Linked DNA regions of Mus musculus: region 2 is linked to region 1. The links are chromatin contacts, called in public HiChIP or PLAC-seq maps. All regions are on one chromosome and are shown on one strand. The core of a region is the stretch at or near the end of the contact, and the rest is flanking DNA. Distances in the headings are between cores, read along the strand shown. Region 1 overlaps Cuedc1 (CUE domain containing 1). Region 2 has its middle 28 kb from the start of 4930556N13Rik.

Region 1 (3,152 bases), core at 644-3,143:
GGGGATGGAGGCATCCTCACAGTAGAGACATGACCTGGGGATGTACTCAGAAGCATGCCAGACTTACCACCTTGGACCAGGTCGAGTAGGGTTGGTCGGATGATACCTGGCAGAAAGATGTGAGAACTCTAAGGGACCACTTCAGTGTGAGCTGGTATGGTGGGGGTGGGACTTCACTGAGAACCTTGGGACACAGCACTACCTGAACAGGGCACGGGTAGGTCTGTAACGCTACACGATAGAACTGAAAAGTCTTGGTCAAGGCTTGGGAGCTCTTTGTGGGATGGTCATGGAACAGGATGTGGGGGCCAGATGGCAGGGTTCAGCCAGGCTACTGTTGGAGGAGGTAAGGCAGGTTTATAGGCTACTGGGATGATAACCTTGTAAAACAGAGAGCAAATGTGTCTCTCTCCCCTACATAAACACAGCTGTTTCTGTGGTTGAAATGGTGTGACCGGGAGAGGATGTTGGTCCGGATTTAGCACTCTGGACATTGTCCTTACTCTACCCCGACGGGCTGGGTACCTATAAGGAAATCGACTCAGCCCTGTGGGGCTTGCTTTGCTCTGCTCTTGAAAGACTCTCTGTGTGAGCATTTTTATACCAAGGGGGTGAAAACTGAACAGCTAGGTTTGGGCCCTTGTTCTTCACTTACTGGTGATGTGACCTGTGCAGACTTCCTAATGGCCAGTGTTTCCTCCCCTCCTCTCGGGGGTGTGGTGAGGATCACAGGAAACGGGTGCTCAGTGAATCACTAATATTATTATTAGAAACCAAGGCCACAGGGCTAGAGAGGGAGCTTGGCTAGGAGAGTGCTTCCCTAATAGGTACAAATCTCTAGGTTTGATCCTCACAACCAAAACCCCACAAACGTGGGGAAGTAGAGGCAGGAGTTCAAGTTCATACTTCCTCATCTCTATGGAGAGTTCCAGCATGGCACGTAAGACGTCTGGGAGAGAGACAGCAAGACAGAGGAGAGAGAGGAAGGGGAGGGGGAGGAAGAGGAAGGAAAGGAAGACGGAGACCAATTCCCAGATTGGACAGATGTAGTCCCTCAGACGGGCAGGAGCTAGAGCAGGGGCAGGGGCAGGGATAAAGAAATGGAGAGACTGCCACAGAGGCAGCCTGGGCCTCTCAGAGGCTTCGAACGAGGATCTTCCTAAGAACCTGGCCCTGTCTGGGGTGTGAGTGCTGGGGTGGACACGCTGCCTCAGCCCCTGGAGCCAGCTCCAGCCACCTGTCATCCCAAGCCTGATCCGTTCCCCTGCCCCTCCACTGGAGCCTCCATGATGGATCTTAGGGATGACTGCAGAATGCTGGAAGGTTCTAGGCTCTTCCTTTCCATCCTGGGTCAGGTATAGGAGGCCTCCTGTTGGACACGAGAGCATTTCCGTCTTGAAGCTGCAGAGCTCGGAGTTTTTTTGTTTATTTTGTTGTTTTGTTTGGTTTTTGGATTTTCGAGATGGGGTTTCACTATGTAACCTTAGCTGTCCTGGAACTCACTCTATTGATCAGGCTGGCCTCAAACTCACAGAGCCATCTGCCCCTGCCTTCTGAGGGCTGGGCTTGAATATGTGTACACCACTGCCTGGTTTTTGTTTGTTTGTTTGTTTGTTTTTTGTTTTTTAGATGAAGACGCCTTTTGGACCACAGAGCAGTTTAAAGGCAAAAGTATGCTAGGCCTCTGCTTCTGAGGAATTCTATTCTCACTCTCAAGAGCCCCACGGAGCCTCCAGGGTCCAGCCCTGTCCCCTTTCCTCCTTGCCTTTGTCCTCTGGTCCCTGCAGTCAGCAGCAGCAAGCTCTGTGGCTGCCAGGTCCAGACTGAGCCTCAGGACAGCCCCTCCCTTTCCTCCCTCAGCAGCTGGGGCCTGGCCTCCACCCACCTCTCTTGGATCCAGGCCCCAGTGATAATGAATTACATAAATAAGTCATTCCCATTAGCAGCACAGCCAGGCTCTGGCCCAGGAGGCAGGGCAGGTCCTGAGGCAGTATGGCTCTGGCGAGCTGCTCCCCAGCACGGTGGCTCCGAGCCCTGAGCCCTGACATTTCTGCTTGGTGTCTCAGGGAGGGGCCTCCATCCTCTGGTCCCTTCCGGTGTTAGGTTTTCAGTCTAGAGGTTCCCCAATTATCACCTTCCAACAGCCATAGGGCCTCAGGACAGGTGTGTTTGACAGTAGTTGGGACCCTAGAAGGGGTTAGAGTTGGGGCGTCTGGTGGTTTAAGCTGCTCTTCTGGGCCTGCCTAGGCTTGGCTGGCAAAGGTGCTCAGTGGCCATGGCAACCCTTGTCTGCCGGCAGCTCCAGGCAAACACTGGCTTTCAAAGGGGGCCTTGTTCCCTGTGGGAGCCTTTTGGTTTGCTGGGCCTTTCAGACCTGGGGAGGAAAAGGAAGACAGAGAGAAGGGGGGCTGGGGGGTGTCGCTGCCTGGGAGAAGAGCACACTCCTGCCTCTCCTCACCCCCTTTGCCCTGGCCCCAAGCGTATTTCCTGGAGGCCACTGTTTTCAGACCTGCTGCTGGAGAATGAAAGGAAGAGTGAACAGAAGAGTGTGCCCAGTCTCCAGGCAACGGGCTGTCTGTGCCGTTTAAAGGAGAGAGGAAAGTCACACACACTGGGCACCTTAGTGTGGGAAGTCCTGTGCTGATGGCGTCAAGCTAGCCATGGCCACCTAAGCAGATTCTTTGCTGGGTATCGAATATGTAACATGTATAACACTGGAGCTGGGAGGTAGCCCTGTTGCCTAACATATACAAAGTTTACTACCCAGCTTAGCATAAAATTGGGTATGGTGGCACGCATGTGTTCTATCAGAGCTGGGGAGGGAAAGGCAGGAGGCTCACAATCTCACGGTCATCACTGGCTACTTAGGGAGTTAGAAGGGAAAGAAACTTGGGCTGCAAGGGGGTTGGAGAGAAAATGAGAGGAGAAGAGAAGAGAGGGAAGAGAAGAGAGGGAAGAGAAGAGAAAGAGGCGCTAAAGTATTCATCAAATGTGAGGCGACCACACTGGCAGTCTACACTCCTGTGCGAGTGTGCCAATGCCAGTAGATTCAGGAGAAATGCTGATCGTGGGCTTCGCTGCCTTTGCAGGGGGGCTCAGTTCCAGAATTCTCCCCTTTCACGTTTTATTGTTATATTCCTAATATATAAAAA
Region 2 (2,995 bases), core at 318-2,817, 700 kb after region 1:
GCGATGAGAACACAGGCCTCTGTGCCTTGACGGGAAGGAAAGGGAGAAGAGGAGGCTAGATAGATGCCAGGAGACTTCCGAGGGAGGGGAGATTGGTTGGTGGTTCCAGAAATGGGATAAAGGAGAGCTTCCTGGAACATCTCCCCTGGCAGAAAGGAGGCAGCCAGCTCCCAGGACCCGTGGTTGGGGCTATCGGAGGAGTGTGAACACTCTGAACGGCAGCGTTTGCTGGAGAGAGACCATGACAGACCACCCAACCTCCAGAGACCACGAGGAGGGACAACCGGGTCCCTGCTGCCACTGGTGGCCCGCCAGAGTGGACACAGTACATGTTTGTGGCTGGAAAGCCAAGTGACGGTACAGAAGCCTGGGAAGGGTCCAAGCAGGACACCAGGCTTCCATCCTTGGGTAACTTGTGCCCCTCAATGCTAGGTAAAAGCCCCCCAGGAAGAACCAGACCTTCGAAAACCTCTGATTCTTTTAGTTGTTTGGCAAAAGACATCTCCATGCTCTGTGGCCTCTTAATTTCGTAGATGGTGAAAGGCAGAGAATTAAAGAATCAATGGGCAATTAAGGAGGTACTGGCAGGTACTGGCCAAGAGCATATTATTTATTTATTCAGCCAGCCACACTCATTTTTAAAGAGCTAACTTCCATTTTGTTTCTGACACCAAAAATAAATCAAACTAAAAACTGTATACATCATAACTGAAAAAAAAATACATATTTGCATGGTATGTCGCCCCTGTGAAGCCTCAGCTGCGACCTGCAAAAGGAATTTTTGTGTAAAAAAAAAAAAAGAGAGAGAGAGATGAATTCATTCTGCACTGGCCTTCCCTGAGGGTACAGATAGGATCGAAAAGACAAAAATAAGGTTTTAATTCACTAGTGATTTTCCCACCCCGTCTCAAGCTTCTTTTTGATTCTTAGCATCCATTTTCCTGGGTCGTCTTGGGAGGGTTGCAAGATTTCAATCCATTAACACAGTAGTAGGTTGGTGAAATTTCAGAACAGGCTGAGATGAACAGCCACAATGAGGACACAGCTGCCCTGGGGCTCCCGGCAGAGAACTCAGCCTATGATTCAGCTCCTAGCCCATGATCTGGCGCCCTAAGGGAGGGGATCTCTTTGAAGAGCCCTCTTTTCTCTCCTCTACTTCCCCGACTTGGGAGAAATCCAGTCTTGCCCCCTAGTCCATATCAGCTCTCTGATTTTGGAGCAGCTCCTTGGCACTAAATATACCTGCACCATTGACTGTCTTCCACCCTCCCTCCCCTCCTCACCCCGCCCCGCCCCCCACGCACCTCCTCATTCCCTCCCCAGCAAGCGCTTTTGGCGTACTACAGGTATCTTCCCAAGCTACCCCAAGGTTGATTCTAGGACAGTGGCTCTCAAACTTAAGTCTGCATCTAAACTACGTGGACAAAGTGCTACACGGTTCTCGGTCAGTAAGTCTCGGGTATGAGCTGGGGATTTGCATTCCTGTTAAGTTTAATACTGAGACAAGTGCTTGGAGAACCTGTTTTCTGGGATGAGGCAAAGGGAGGGGATACCCGTAGTAGCTTGTGCTGTGGTGCCATCTAGTGGACATAGACCACAATAGCAGCAGTCTGCCCTGTGGAGTGCACAAGACTTCATTCCACTCCTTTAAACACTTCAAAAACCATTCTCTTTTACGACTCTACTTCTTAAGGTGGGCCTTTTACTGTTTAAATGCTCTCTTTCCACCCTCTGAATAAGACCATTACAAACTATGCCCTGCCGAATATGGATGAAATGAAACAGGAAACTGGGTGTTTTGAAACGAAACTGCACACCCTGATTTTGATAACTGTCCCCCAGATACATCTGACCTAAGGCACAACACTGCACACATGGCAGACAGCAGGCCATCACCCAGATCACACAATAATTAGCTCTAACCCCAAACCAGGACCCAAGGATTCCATGTTGTCTCAACCCAGGGGGAAGCACACCACTTTAGAAGTAACTGGACAACCCTGAGGACGTGGCTGTTGGGGAGAACTTATCAGAGCACACTCGGAACCCTAGGTTCTCTCTCCAGCATGACCTGAACTGGATATAGTGGTCACACCTGTAATCCCAGCCTGGCAGTTGGGAGATCGAAATGGGAAGGTTGAAAGCTCAAAGTCAACCAGGGGGTGCTGACGGACAACTTTAATTCCAGCACCAGGGGAGCAGAGGCAGGTGGACCTCTGTGAGTTTGAGGCTAGCCTGGTCTACAGAGCAAGTTCCAGGATACACAGAAAAACCTTGTCTCAAAAAAAAAAAAAAAAAAAAAAAAAAAAAAAGAGGGATGATGGAGAAGGAAGAGAAGGAAGGGAAGAAGAAAGCTGTTTACGGTTATTCTTCTATTTTAAAACTCAGAGAAAAAGGAAAAGACAGGGTCACAAGTTCAAGGCCTGCCTCAGCTACCTGGACTATGGCTTGAGTTTAAGGCCAGCTTGGAAAACTGTCTCAAAATAAAAATGTAAAAAGGGCTGGCGATGTAGCCTAGCGATAGAACACGCGTGAAGGCCTGTATTTGCCCCACCCCAGGATTGAAAAAAAAATGTAGGTTTCAAAGTCCCATTCTTAAGAATCTCTGGTTCAGTGGGCCTGGGCCCAGCCACTTGCAAGCATTATAAATAAATTGTAGCAAACGCTTGAGCCTCTACTGTGAGACAGCCTGCAGGGCGGTGACCTCAGAACCCTGTTCCCTACCTAGCACTATCCAACAGAAACAATCTGAGCCATACTCAGACTCGTGACAATGCATGCTCATTAGCCTCCCGTTAAACATCAAAGGGGCGGGGCTGCAGAGGTGCCACAGTGGTTCAAAGCATCACTGGCCGTTCTCCCAAGGGGTCCAGGTTTGAGTTCCCAGAACGTACATGGCAGCTGCCAAGCATCTGGAACCCAGTTCCAGGGGTCCTGACTCCCTCTTCTGACTTCTTCAAGCACCAGGCAGGCACGAGATACACAGATTATGCTC

What was found. HiChIP or PLAC-seq counts read pairs in DNA pulled down with a chosen protein or histone mark.
Region 2: a contact with region 1 is called in a FOXA1 HiChIP or PLAC-seq map of pancreatic cancer cells. The contact joins two enhancer-like sites. A contact is called at or near these places in 2 of 39 promoter capture datasets (the C10 cell line and liver), 2 of 15 datasets of contacts at CTCF or cohesin (embryonic stem cells and large pre-B cells), 1 of 484 Hi-C or Micro-C datasets (reprogramming fibroblasts), 4 of 115 datasets of contacts at active chromatin or transcription factors (embryonic basal ganglia, embryonic forebrain, embryonic midbrain and 1 more) and 1 of 9 other capture datasets (embryonic stem cells).

The regions. Positions count from the first base shown.
Region 1 is chr11:88,117,083-88,120,234 of GRCm38.p6, forward strand. All of the region lies in intron 1 of Cuedc1 (CUE domain containing 1), which reads left to right. Among named protein-coding and RNA genes, the nearest start is that of Cuedc1, 20 kb to the left of the region's middle. Within about 2 kb of position 1,894, at least 235 of the 459 cell types and tissues checked have an H3K27ac peak or open chromatin away from gene starts, as enhancers often do. A contact at or near this core is called in pancreatic cancer cells, where this site is marked.
Region 2 is chr11:88,821,659-88,824,653 of GRCm38.p6, forward strand. No RefSeq gene overlaps it. Among named protein-coding and RNA genes, the nearest start is that of 4930556N13Rik, 28 kb to the right of the region's middle. Within about 2 kb of position 1,568, at least 31 of the 459 cell types and tissues checked have an H3K27ac peak or open chromatin away from gene starts, as enhancers often do. A contact at or near this core is called in pancreatic cancer cells, where this site is marked.